Regions from separate parts of the Sus scrofa genome. Here all the other regions are linked to region 2. A link is a contact called in public HiChIP or PLAC-seq and promoter capture Hi-C data. All regions are on one chromosome and are shown on one strand. Each heading gives the region's core, a stretch centred on a gene start, on an enhancer-like site or on the middle of the called end of the contact. The rest is flanking DNA. Distances are from core to core; before and after follow the strand shown.

Region 1 (4,280 bases), core at 226-2,725, 170 kb before region 2:
CACTTGACACCTACCCGCACATGTGTGTGCATAAGCACATAATATTCTATACCCTTAGACATATATATGAAAACCTATAGACACATGCACACTGATATTCTTGCATGCACACACATATACCTAATCTCTACATACAATTTCACATGTTCTTACATACATGTGTATCTCCTTCAAGGCTAATGCCACCTCCACACCTGTGAGGAAATCATGCCCCTGACAAACGGGAGCCACCAAAAAGCCACTCCCTGCACCTCCGCCACTCAGTGCTCTCTCCAAGTCCCCTTAGTGACCAGGGCATACTTGTTTCTTTCTCCTCCAGCCTCTGATCTCCTCATGTTCAGCAGGTGAACTCACCTGCCTTGCAGGAAAAACGGAAGTCACCAGATTTTCAGACCTGTGCCCAGAGCTGGAATTGGTCCCCATGGCACCTTAGTGCTAGGTTAGGAGAGACACCTGTCATCTTGTTTGACCTGTTGAAAAATTATCATGATGCACAATTTTTATTAGAATAAGGTCATTGGAGTTCCCTGGTGGCCTAGCAGTTAAGGATCCAGTGTTGTCACTGCTGTGGCTCAGGTTCAGTCCCTGGCCCAGGAACTTCCACACACCGTGGGGATGGCCAAAAAATAAAGTTTTAAGAATATGCCACGGGTACAGCCCTAAAAAGACAAAAGACAAAAAAAGAAAAAAAAAAAAAGAGAGCGAGAAAAGAATGAGGTTTCCTTTACTGCCACAAACAGTACCATAATAAATCTATAGTTCAATTATGTCTAGGTTGTGAACCGAAACTCCCTTATACATGGCATCCTTAATCAGTGTAAAACTTGTACCACTGGAGTTCCTGTCGTGGCACAGTGGAAACGAATCCAACTAGGAACCATGAGGTTGTAGGTTCAATCCCTGGCCTCGCTCAGTGGGTCAAGGATCTGGCATTGCCGTGAGCTGAGGTGTAGGCTGGCAGCTGTATCTCTGATTCGACCCCTAGCCTGGGAACCTCCACGTGCTAGTGCGGCCCTAAAAAGCAAAAAAAAAAAAAAAAAAGCAAAGACAAACAAACCCCCAAAACCTTGCACCACCACTCATGGCAGTCTTGCCCATTATCACCTCCCTCCTTGCAGACACACCCCGACACACACAGGCACACCCTCCCTCGGCCACTGTCTCCCTGCAGAGGTCACCCCTGCTCAGAAGGCTGCCCCTGTCCTCAGCATATGACTCCAAGAAGTGAGCAGTCCAGGCTCTGTCCCTTGCCTAGGACTGTTCTGAGCCCCCCAAGTTGCTGAGGGGCATGAAAGCTTTGTCACTCTCACTCCAGCAATTATGCTCTCAAGGCTATATGCTGGGGTGGGTAGAGGTGGGGGGCAGTCATCGAGACAGTGAGAGCCTGGAAAGGGCGGGCCCCTCTGCAGTGGCTGTGGGCAGGGCATGGAGCTGGCCAGCTTCCCAGCTGCCAGGGCCGCCTACACAGCCACCCCCTCTTTCCCTCCCCCTTTCTGACCCAGATTTCACATTCCAGAAATAGCTCTCACAGGTGACTGGCAGGCAGAGTCAGCTCCAGCTGGGATGGTGGGGGCAGCAGCAGCAGCTTGGGTACATATATATGCCCCTCCCCAGCCAAAGGACCTACCTGAGAGGGCCCACTGGGGTGGCATTACCCCTCAGTCTGTCCCATCCTGCCTCCTCCCCCTCAGCGTCTGAGAAAAAGAAAGAACTGAGAACATCCTCCCTCCCACCCCTCCCTTCTCTGACTCTGCCCACCTACCATTAGCACCCATTCTCCTCTCCTCCCCTCCTCCATCCCTTTCTCCCAGCTTCCACTCCCCCGCCACCATCATATCCCTCCATTTGTCTCTCAGCCCTGCCCTGCCACAGCCCTCTCTCCCTTTTCTCTCAATTTCTGGCCCTTCTCTCCTCTGCCCCCGACCCCAAACCTTCCTTTTTATGTCTCTCCCACTCCCTCTGAATCACAGGGAGGCTGCGACATCACCCAGGGGCAGTGGTGGTGGTGGGCTGCTGCGTGGTCCTCGCCCCCAACTGTATTCTCTGCACCTGCACGTGGGTACGTGTGTGTACACACTTGGGGTCACTCCCTGGCAGTGCCCAAGGCCCTAAGCTGAGCTGGGATTGGTTCCTGGCCTGGGAAACACTCCTGCTCCTTGTTCAAGGGCCCAGGGTTCTAGTTTCAGCTTCGTTGGTGTCACTCTGGGTAGGTCCTGGCTCCTTTTGCCTCAAATTCTCCATCTATGATGTGAGGCTTGGGTTTGGGCTCCACAAACACCTTTTATCCAAGTCACAGAATGCTATGTCCTCCCTTGTTTGTCCCCTCTCTCCTCCCCCACAACTCTCTCTGTTTCTTCTCTGATTCACTCTTCCATAGGCACAGGAAGGGAGGCTGACAAAATTCCACTCAGCAGACAGCCTTCTAGTTAGCTTTGGTCTCCTCCAAGAACTAACCCTCCGCAATCTCTGGTTATTATACTACAGGCTCCTGTCAGATTGGACACTGCAGTCCCCAGAGTGTCAGAGCAGAGAGGAACCTCTAAGACCGTCATCTCCAGAGGGGGAAAAAATAGACTTCAACTCATGTGTCAAATCTGATTTCTGGAGCTCAGGACTGAGACTGAGTTAAGCAAAGAAATGTGCTGCTGTAAATTGGTGATGTCTGCTTTGGCCAGGAGCATTGCACTTATCTGACATTCCTGATTTAGCTCAGGTAATCACACATACACACATGTTTACAGATGTTTCACAAAGAAACTGCAGCCTGGAGGCAGTGAGTATCAAGTCAAGGTCACTCGGTAGGTCAGGGAACTGTTTCCCACCTGTGTCCGCTTGACTTGAGTTCCCCATTCCCTTGTATGTGTGTGGGAGCCATCCAGGGTCTGGCAAAGAGGTTCAGCATGATCAAAGGAGTTTCAGGGAGAATTATCTGGCAACATGGGCAGGATGGATTAGAGGCTGTGCAGTGGTTCAGGCAAAGCACAGTGAGGTGTAGGCAGGGGGCAAAGAGTTAGAGAGTAATGGGAGGGTCCAGGAGACCTTCCTAGAGTAAATGAGGAGGAGCCAGAATTCCTTCTTGCTGAAACAGGCACCTCTCTGCAGAGGGCACTGGGCAAAAGGCAGGCTTCCTCCCTGGGCCCCATTAAGCCTCAGACAAGGAAGTTTCTGGTTAATTGAGTGCCTACTGTGTGCTCCATGCAGCACTGTCACTCTCCTAAGTTCCACTTTTAGGCAGACCCATTGAGCCTTTGGGGGAAACGGCAACGGGGCTTAAGGATTGATGGGCAGGCCAGGACTCCCAGGATTGAGATTCTTGAACAAGAGAGAAGCATCCCTTACTCCCTCATGGGTAGAGAAGTCAGGCCAAAGGAGGAGAGACTGTGGTGCTTAAATTGAACCTTGGAGGCCCTATGGTGGTGGTTAAGGACGGGAGTTTTGCAAGGAGGCAGCTCTTTACTGAATAGATGTTTACCATCATCTACAACGGGCCAGGCTCTGCTCTAGGCACCATGGATGTTATCAGTGAACAAAATGAAAGCCTCTGCCTTCAGAGAGAGGACATTCACTGTGGGGATGGCGGGGGTGGGGGTAAAGCAGGGAGGCAGACAAAATCATAAACATAAATAACACAAATAAGTATATGGCTTATTGGAAGTAGTGGAGGGTAAGGAGTACTGGGAGTGCTGGCAGGAGGAGGGGAGAGGTATTGCAGCATAAACAGGGGACCAGGGTAGAAGTCATTGAGAAAGATGTTTGAGCAGACACTTGAAGGAAGTGAGGGCAGGAGTAATGCTGGGAGGCACTCTAGGCAGGGGGAAGAGTGGTACAAAGGCACCTGATTGTGTTGGAGGAGGAGCAGGGGCTGGTGCAGTTGGGAAGAGCAACACAAAGTCAGGCTCAATGCCTTGGGACTTCCAGAGTTTTCCTAAATAATCAGTCTAAGGAGAAACTAAGTGAATGATTTAAGTGTAGCATAGTAACTGTGAGGTCAAAGATAATATTTTCCAAGTGCTTAGTGCAGTGCCCGGCATCAAAATGGCTCAACAGTCCTTTCAAATAGTTGCTTTTGTTATTATTATACCTTTATGCAAAAATCACCACCGTGGAATTGGAAAGACTGTATCCTATTCTTGAGTAAGATTCTTCTCTCCATTTTACATTTGGCACAGAGAAGGGAAGAGACTTGCCTAGGTCACTCAGCAAAGCGGGTGGGGGAACAGAAGCTGGATTTTGTGGATAGCAGGCCTATTGCAGGTGCGGCTGAGAGAGATGAGACCCCC
Region 2 (4,244 bases), core at 138-2,637:
GCAGTGGCTAGGGTCGCTGCAGAGGTTCAAGTTTGATTCCTGGTCCAGCACAGTGGGTTAAAGGATCTGTCCTTTGCCACAGCTGAAGCTCAAGTCGCAGCTGCAGTTCAGTTTCAATCCCTGGCCCTCAAACTTCCAAATGCTGCGGGTCTGGCCCTAAAAAGAAATAAACAAAAAACCACAAAAAGGGTACATGTGCAGATTTTGAAGTCAGACAGACCCAGATATTAGTTGAGCAAGTTACTTTGATTCTATATACCCACCTCACTGGAATGAAGTGCCTTGTTACACAGCACAGCAAGCATGGCACCACCTGGTGGACTTATTGAAATGCCGATTGTGCACTCTGCCCCAGAATTTCCAATTAGTAGGTCCGGGATGGAGTCTGAGAATGTTTTGCTTTGTTTTGTTTTCCTTCATTTTGGGCTGCACCCACAGCATATGGAAGTTCCTGGGTTAGGGGTTGAATCAGAGCTGCAGAAGCCGGCCACAGCCACAGTCACACTGAATCCGAGCCACATCTGTGACCTATGCCTGAATTTGCAGCAAGGACGGACCTTCAACCCACAGCGCGAGGCCAAGAATCCAACTCACATCCTTCTAGGCACTGGTAGGGTTCTTAACCCGCTGAGCCAAGACGGGAACTCTGAGGTCTGATAATTTGAATCTCTAATCAAGTTCCCAGGCGATGCAGCTGCTGCTGCTCCAGAAAAACACTTTGTGAACATCTAACCAAGTCCATAGCGAGGACACAGTAGATGAATACTCAAATATGCTGATACCTAATAAAATACTCTTTCCACTTGCTCCTCTGCAGCTGGTTCCAACATGCTATACACAGTTTCAGAAAATCATTTCCCCTCTTTGGATCTCAAGGCATACATTTGCCAAAAGACGGTCCAAAAGAGGGTGCTAGGCATGAGGAGACCCCAACTTATTACAGAAAAATTTCTGAGTTAACTTCCCGAACAAAGTCCTATAGGACTTGCACGGTTAGGAGGGAAAAAAAGCAAGGGCTTAAATCCAGAAAAGCAATTTGTGGCTCCAGGGAAGCAAGGTTTGGGCTTTAAAAAGCGCCTTGGGGAATGAAGGGCTGCGTTCTGTCCTGCTGCTCCTGGGGTCAAGCTAAAGTGGATTGGGTGAGCCTCATGTCCAATCTCCGCTTTCGCCTCAGACGCCATTCCTCCGTCTCCATAGCGCCTCCTTGCGCTCGTGTCGCCGTCCCCACCAAGAGTGTCCCTTCCTTCTCCCTCTACCGCGCTGCTGGCGGAAATTTGTCATGACTGCCGCGCGTAGGGCGCTTGCGCCGAAGCGATAGCCCCTCCTCTTTCGCTCTACGGCTGCGCGGCCGTGTATTGGCTGCGTGGGCACGTCGGCGGGAGGACGCGCGGTGCTGCGTTGCTCCGCCCACCGACCTCCTGGTCTCGGCCGAGAGAGCAGAGCCGGGCTGCCTGGTTAGGTGCGGGCAGCCGCAGGCGCGCCGCCGAACACGTCCGCTGAGTGCCACCACCACCGCCCGGCGCCCCGTGACCCGTGACTCCAGACCCCGACCCCTTTTAGATCGGCCCGCGCGCCCCAGGCCCGGCCCGGGCGGCGCGACGGGAGGATGAGCGGCGGGCGGCGGAAGGAGGAGCCGCCTCAGCCGCAGCTGGCCAACGGGGCCCTCAAAGTCTCTGTCTGGAGCAAAGTGCTGCGGAGCGACGCGGCCTGGGAGGACAAGGTGCGGTGGGGCCTGGCGAGGGCGCACGTTCGAATAGTCAGCTGGGACTCGGGGACGAATGGACAGGCCCGAGCCTGCACCTGCCCGGTCCGGACGCAGTAGAGTGGTGGGGCATGTGGCCCAAGGGTGTCTGGTCGAACTTGGCGGACCCGAGCCTGACGGCTGGGCTCCGGGCTCACCACGGAGTGATCTAAGGGTGAAGTCTGCTGGGTCAGCAAGGAGGGGCCGGAGGAGTTGCCCCCGGTCCCACCTCCTCGGGCAGGTCGTGTGCCTGAGCAGTGGGAATGAGCTGAGTTCGATTAGATCTCCGCATTTTACTCCCAGTAGGATCTTGAGTAAGTGACTTATCTTCTCCAAATTAACTACTTGCTACCGTCGTTAGCACGAACAGTAACAGACTTCTACTGAATACTTGCTGTGTGTCAGGCGCACTCTGCATCATCTCATTCACGTCTCAGAACAACTGAGATGGGGTGCTGTGGTGCCTTACAGCTTTAGCACAGTGAAGCGTACTAAAGAGGAGCTGCCACTGCTTACTGAAAAAACCGTCCACTTAAATAAGGGTGAAGAGTTGAGAGGGGAGACTGAGAGCTTTCAGGGGTTGAGTGTGTTTGTGAGAGAGAGGGAGGGAGGGTGGAGGAGAAACCACCGCATGTATGTGAGAAATGTTTGGGAGACTTCGCAATGTCTTTACTGATCAAATACATTCGTAAGATCTGAGTGTAAACACTTCCCCAGCTCTGCTCCCTGGTGTAGAAGGAACCATCAGAAACAACTTGATTCCCATTATCCTGAAAAGAATGTTGTGTTTGCATTCTTTCCCTAGTTTTTTTGGACTGCAGAGGTAGGTATTTCTGGAAGAGGGGCAGGGTTGGGAGGCACTTCCTGAAGGTCCCTCTTCCTGTCCCCAGTCTGCTGAGCTCTCTGTAAAAACTTTCTACTTTGCTGTGTCATTTCTTTCTTTCTTTGTATAAGGACACATTTCTGCAGTCTAGGGCAGGTCAGAAGCCTGAGACTTCCATGTTCTTACATAAAAAATTAGATATGCTGGAGTTACTTTTGTGGCTCAGAGGAAGTGAATCCATCAAGTTTCTATGAGGACTTGGGTTTGATCCCTAGCCTCGCTCAGTGGGTCCTGGATCTGGCATTTCTGTGAGCTGTGGTGTAGGCCAGCGGGTGTAGCTCTAATTAGACCCCTAGCCTGGAAACTTCCAAATGCCATGGGTGCAGCCCTAAAAAGTAAAAAACAAACAAACAAAAAAAAACTTAAAATTTTTTTAAAAAATTAGACCTGCTTCCAGCACTTTTGTTTCTAATCTGTTCTCTTCTTTGTGACTTACTCAGAATGTAGTTTGTGGGAAGGTGATGCTGAATTGGTTAACAGTTAACCCTTCTGCCTGTGGAGTCTGTCCAGGTCTCCCCAGGTGACATAATAAGAGTTATTTATGACGGGTAGCTCAGTTACTATCACACTTTCATTTTTACAGCTTCTAAAAAAGGATAAATGATTTTTCTAAAATTTTTATTCAGAGCACATGCCCTGGAAGCCATCACTTAGGGTAACTAAATATATGTCATTTTTGATTGTTTGTGCCCATGGCATGTGAAAATTCCTGTGCCAGGGATTGAACCCTTGCCACAGCAGTTACCTGAGCCACTGCAGTGACAATGCTGGATCCTTAACCTGGTGAGCCACAAGGGAAGTCCAATATATCTTTTTTTTTTTTTAAACTACATTTTAGTATAAAAAGATGTGGAGGAGTTCCCGTCGTGGCGCAGTGGTTAACGAATCCGACTAGGAACCATGAGGTTGCGGGTTCAGTCCCTGCCCTTGCTCAGTGGGTTAACGATCCGGCGTTGCTGTGAGCTGTGGTGTAGGTTGCAGACGCGGCTCGGATCCCTAGTTGCTGTGGCTCTGGTGTAGGCTGGTGGCTACAGCTCCGATTCAACCCCTAGCCTGGGAACCTCCGCAGGAGCGGCCCAAGAAATAGCAACAACAACAACAACAAAAGACCAAAAAAAAAGATGTGGAGATTCGAGACCCATATACCATTGCTTTTAGGAAAAATTTCCCTGGAAGATGCATTTAGCAAGAGGCCGTCTATGGCGCCCACCTCAGATAATGCACGCATTCTCTTTCTTTTCTGCAGGATGAATTTTTAGATGTGATCTACTGGTTCCGACAGATCATTGCTGTGGTCCTAGGTGTCATTTGGGGAGTGCTACCCTTGCGAGGTTTCTTGGGAATAGCAGGGTAAGTCTTGGGTATCTTGCATGGTATCATTTCTTTTCAGAGAGATATTTTCTTTTTATAGGAAAGGCAGTTGCTACTTTGGAGGATTTGATTTCTGTTTTTAGTTACTGTGTCTGTGTGTGTGTGTGTGATGACTAAAGCAAAAAACTGGCCCCATGGTGGCACTTCGGGGTCTGAGTCTGATGCACCCCTCCTCAGTTCAGTGGGCTTGGGTGCGTCTTAGGTCAGGCATGTTTTAAGATGTGGGATAGGAGTTCTCTTGTGCAGTGG
Region 3 (4,814 bases), core at 373-2,872, 230 kb after region 2:
AACTGAGGCCTGCCCTGAGGAAAGGTTAGAGGCTGAAAGGGTTGATTATCCATTTTCAGACAGACCCTGTCCCTCTAATCAACAAGCAGTTACTAAACCCACATTGGATAATAGATCTTGGGGGAAGAGGGGAGGGAAAGGCACAGTTAAGCAATATCCCAAAAACTCTTAACGAGAGAGAAACCCTCTGGCCAGAGGCCAATGCAAAGCTAAGTGTTGCTGGGCAGACATAAATCAGCAGAGTGCCATTAACTCGGCGGCTCTTAGCCAGGGATGCCCTGGGTGCTGTGCCAGGACATCAACTGATAAGAGTAGGTAACATTTCAGCCTCTTCCAAAACCATGCCCAGCTCGTGGCACTAGAACCCACGAAGCTTCCAGTCTCCCAGGCCAACATCAACACATAAGGGCTGGGCTGTCCCTGAGGCTGCCTCGGTGCCAGGCAGTGAACAGACAGAGCCTGGCCTGCACCCAGTAGGTGTTCATGTCCCCTGCAGGGGTGAAGGCAAAGTCTGTTCTCCCATGGAAGCTCTCAGGCCCCCACACACCCAGAGGGATGCTCTTTTGGGATGTCAGAGCCCCTCCTCGCACTGGTAACATGGGAAGAAGATGGGCACTGGCAGTGAAGCACCAACGCATTCACTGTGTGTACAGGGCCTGTCCCAAACTAAGCAGAAGACAATATCCTGGGATTTAGGAAGCTGCCTCTGAACCGGTTCTCCCACAACATCATCCTCCCGGGCTGTGGGACCGTTAGACTGGGCGGAAGTCGGACTCCAGCCAAGGGGATGTTCCCAGATGTCATGCTTTCAAACGGGACCCGCCCTGAAAAGCAGGCAGGGACAGGCCTGGGCCAGGAAAGCCCTGGGTTAAGATTCAGGATGGTGTTCTGGCCTCTCCTTGGCAGGGGATGGCATGGGTCTTCCTGGCAGCAGTGCAGACCAGCGCCTCTTCCGGAAAGGAGAGCCCCCAAAGGTCTGGCCTCTGGCCTGGGGTGGGGGTGGGGGTTCTGAGCAGCTGAATCAGAGGCCCAGCCCCTCACTGATTGATTACCCACCTCCATCCCAAGTACCGCACCTAGGCATCCTCCAAAGCACTTCTTCCAAGGCCCCCTTCCCCAACCAGGCGCCTTTGGGCAGTCTCCGCTTCCAGGTTCCTCCCTCAGGAGAAGGTTTCCCAGACACAGTAAGGAGCGGAATGCGGGGGAGCCCCAGGCAGACCTCAGGGTGCCCCTGAGGGTTTAGGCCCCTTTCCAGCTCAGGCGTTGGGGCAGCGGCCAGCTGGTGCCTCTGGCCAGAGGGGCTGCCACCCACGCCTCCCGCGGCCTCCCATTCCCCCACCAGCGCCCCCACCTTGAGATAGTCGTTCTCCGAGCGCAGCTCCTCCAGCTCTCTCATGAAGCCGCCGGGCCCGCAGTCCAGCATCTCCTCCGTGAGGTCGGAGAAGGCGAGCGAGGCGCTGAGTGGCAGGCGGCTGCTGCCCACCGACGACGCGGCCACCGACGGCTCCTCCGGGGAGGCGGGAGGCCGCGGAGGCTGCTGAGCGGGCGGCGCGGGCTGCGGCGGCTGCCCAGTGCGGGCCCCCGCCGGGCCCCCGGCCGCTGACTCGGCGTCGCTGCTCAGCGCCAGCTCCAGGCCCAGCAGACGCGCCTCCTCCGACGCGCAGTCCGACACCTCTGAGCTGCTGTCGGTGAGGCTGGGCGGCGGTGGCGGCGGTCGCGGCCCGGTGCCTGGGCGCGGACGGCCCTTGGCGCGGACCCCGGTGCGGACCCCGGCCACCCGCGTCCCTGCTCCCCGCGCCCCGGGCGCCACCGCACGCCCCTTCTTGTCCGGCCGCGCCGAGGACGCGGAGCTGCAGGCGGCTGCGGCGCCCGGGCCTGGGCCGCGGCGGCCCTTGGCCAGCGACCAGCCGGCCACGTCCTTGGGTCGGGCCGGCGACGGCGCTCGGTGGCTCTTCTTCCTCTCAGGGGCTGGCGCGGGCGGGGGGCCGCAGCCCCGAGCAGGGGGCTCCCCCGCCGGCACCTCCATCGCGGCCTCCCTTGGCCTCAGTGAGCTGCAGGCATGGCCCGGGCCCGCCCGGCCTCCGCGCCCGGGGGGAGGTCCCCGGCGCCTCTCCTGCCGCTCGGGCCGCGTCTGCTCTCGGCCCACCTCAGCTCCCGGGCTGCGCTCTGGCCCCGACTCCCGCCGCACGGTCTCTCCGCTACTCTGAGCTCGGAGAGAGCGGCCCGATCGCCTCCAGGCGCCCCGGCTCCGGCTCCGGCTCCGCCCGGCGCCCGCCCCCTCGGCCTCGCCGCGCCCCCGGAGCGCGCCCGGGCCCCGGCTGCCAGCGCGCCTATCGCTCCCTCGGGCTCCGAGTCCGGCTGCGGCCCGGGCCCCGGCTCCGCCCGGCGCGGCCCGCCCCCGCGCAGCCCCGCCAGCTCCCCGCCCCGCCGCCTGGGCTCGGGGGCGCGCGGCTCCGCGAACAAAAGGCGGACGCGGCGGGAGCGGCAGGGAGGGACGCAGGCAGCGAGCGAGGGAGGGATCTGCGAGGCAACAGCGACCCCCTCGAGGGTCAGGCGGGCCGGGTCCGCCGCGGCCCGGGCTCCTTTCTCCTCCGCTCCGCCGCCGCCCCCTCCCCTGCCGGCCCGGAGAGCGCACCCGGCGGAGGCCCCCCTGCTCCCCGCGTCCGAGCAGGGGTCGCGCGAGCGGCGAGAGGGAGGACTGCCAGGCAGAGGCCGGGCAGACCTCAGATCGCTGGAGCCAGCATCCATATACACGCCGAGTCCCTCGCCCCTCGCGGCTGTGCGGAGCGTGCGCGAACTCCGCCCCCCGAACCTCGCAGAGCGAGACGGATTATCCCATTGTACAGATGCGTAAAGTGATGCCTAGGGCGGGCACACGATTAACCCAAGGTCAGTCAGTGGCAGAGCGGGGATGGAATCCCAACCTCGCAGATCCACACCTTCTGCTTCGGCTTCCCTCTCACAACTGTTGGGAGCGTGGAGCCCTGGATGAATGCCCGGCTCTGCACGTCTTGACCCGGGCGTACTACCGCTTCCCCCTACCCTGATAGGGGATCAGAGACTGCTCTCAGGCTCTGCTTGGCTAAAATGGAGGCGACCCGTTCTGAGAAGTCAGACCAGCGGGTGCTCTAGGAATAGGTTTTGGCTACTGTGGGGCTGATCCAGGCCGGACACGGTGGCTCTGATCCCCTACGCGTTCTCCCAAGAGTAACTCCGGACGACCCCGGAGCCCCAGCTCTGATGGGTGTCGTTTCTTTCCTTCCAGGCTGTGCTCCTGTGTTGTTGATTTTTCCGTGTGTCTGTCACACCTTCCCCGCACCACCCCCCTCCCCATACCACCGAGCCACCGCTGGACAGAGCCACGTGGTGAAGTCCTTTGGCTGTCCTGTGGGCTGGCGCTCAACCTCAGGGTGGCACCCCTTGCGGGGCGGGGGGCGGGGAGGAAGGGGGGTCAGGGCGGTGTTTACCCCTCTGCAGCTTCTTCCTCCCTCTCCTCATTTCCTTTCCCTCCCCCTTCTCCCCCTCTCCCTTTTCCCTTTCTCCTCTTCCCTCCTCCTGCCCATTTTCTCCTTCTTCCTCTACTCCCCCAGTCCTGTTAGCTCACCTCCTTCTGCCCTTGACACACCACTGGCCCTAGGTCCGCTTCTGTGTTTCTGTCCCACCTCCCCAACAGCAGTGAATACACTCCTCCTGCGGGTCGCCCTCTTGGAGGAGGCACAGCTTCTCATCCCCATCTAGGTGCGTCTAGGTGTGTGGGTGCCTCCTCCATCCTCAGATCTGTCCTCCAGGTGCTCCCCACAGAGCCAGGTGAGAAGCAGTACCACTCAGCAGGTTCTCTGCAAACACTTCTTCAGGGGCATTCTCACGCCCTCCTGGCAAGGCATCAGTTGTCCTGTCCCCAGTGACTCTCCACCCACCCAGCCCACAGGCACCAGACGGGACCCTGAGGGACACAGTAGTGAGCTTGTCAGTGGTGAGTACCTGACCTCATGGAGCACACAATATAGGGGGGAGATGGGCCACAAAAGACACATCAAAAACAGGGTGGCACGGCATAGCACAGGGGCAAAGCCCAGGACAAGCCTTCCTACTTCCCCAGCCACAGAAGATCCCACTTGGTCTAGTTTGATGTAACAGACAACCTTCTAGTTCTGATGCCTCCATTTTTGTAGGCTTGTTCTGGTCTGGCACAGAGAGATGCTATGTGGCTCCTGGAAATTGTTTCCCTCTCCGAGCTCCAGTTTCTCCCTCCATGCAGAATGTGGGCTTGGAGATGTTGGGTAGTGTGACTCTGGGCAGGGGACATGCTAGGGCAGGCTGCTCAGCCACTCCTGACAAACCCATGGCTGAGCAGGGGGCTGAGCTCTGAATGTCTTTGAACTTGGGGAGTCATGAATTCATACTGCAGCCCCAGGAGAGCCTGGGGAGCATCCAGGACCTAGTAGGGAGGAGCCCTGGGGTTGGGGAGAGTGCCCAGGTGGAGGCTCTGGACTTGAGCTCAGTTCAGACCAGGGAAGCCACAAAAGGAGTAAGACTTGCCAAGGATCCAGAATTGGTTCCACGCAGGTGGGGAGGCCAGGCTCTGTCCTCAACACTCAGCAGAGGATCCCAGAAAGGTTAGGAACTGCTTGCAGCTGATTGTATTTTTCAAAGATAGGCACAGAAATATACAGCTCATCTCAATTATTCTTTTTACAGTGTGGCATTGACACTCTTCCAATTGTCAATGTTCCCTCCCCTTGAACCTGAGCAACTTTTGTGACTGCCTGAACCAACTGAGGATGGCAGAAGTGACAGTGTGACTTCTGAAGCTA

Evidence for each region. Promoter capture Hi-C pulls out the DNA fragments that hold promoters and counts their contacts. HiChIP or PLAC-seq counts read pairs in DNA pulled down with a chosen protein or histone mark.
Region 1: a promoter capture Hi-C map of liver shows a contact between it and region 2, with 2.7 times the contacts expected there. The contact joins the enhancer-like site here to the promoter of C17H20orf24 in region 2. A contact is called at or near these places in 1 of 5 promoter capture datasets (liver), 7 of 47 Hi-C or Micro-C datasets (alveolar macrophages, embryonic fibroblasts, fetal heart ventricle and 4 more) and 1 of 2 datasets of contacts at active chromatin or transcription factors (alveolar macrophages).
Region 3: a contact with region 2 is called in an H3K27ac HiChIP or PLAC-seq map of alveolar macrophages. The contact joins the promoter of LOC102165279 here to the promoter of C17H20orf24 in region 2. A contact is called at or near these places in 1 of 5 promoter capture datasets (fetal skeletal muscle), 4 of 47 Hi-C or Micro-C datasets (fetal skeletal muscle, retroperitoneal adipose tissue, skeletal muscle and 1 more) and 2 of 2 datasets of contacts at active chromatin or transcription factors (alveolar macrophages and skeletal muscle).

What each region holds. Positions count from the first base shown.
Region 1 is chr17:39,700,591-39,704,870 of Sscrofa11.1, forward strand. The region is part of intron 5 of DLGAP4 (disks large-associated protein 4); the gene reads left to right. Among named protein-coding and RNA genes, the nearest start is that of DLGAP4, 76 kb to the left of the region's middle. Within about 2 kb of position 1,476, at least 19 of the 83 cell types and tissues checked have an H3K27ac peak or open chromatin away from gene starts, as enhancers often do.
Region 2 is chr17:39,867,462-39,871,705 of Sscrofa11.1, forward strand. C17H20orf24 reads left to right here and starts at 1,388. Exons shown (of 4, transcript XM_021077901.1): 1 at 1,388-1,720; 2 at 3,871-3,974. The coding sequence starts at 1,607. LOC110257439 (a long non-coding RNA gene) reads right to left here and starts at 1,319. Exons shown (of 4, transcript XR_002340025.1): 1 at 264-1,319.
Region 3 is chr17:40,096,777-40,101,590 of Sscrofa11.1, forward strand. It overlaps LOC102165279 (transcription initiation factor TFIID subunit 4-like), which reads left to right and starts at 1,623. Exons shown (of 3, transcript XR_002340154.1): 1 at 1,623-1,688; 2 at 3,266-3,973. SOGA1 (protein SOGA1) reads right to left here and starts at 2,026. Exons shown (of 15, transcript XM_005672920.3): 1 at 1,352-2,026. The coding sequence starts at 2,026.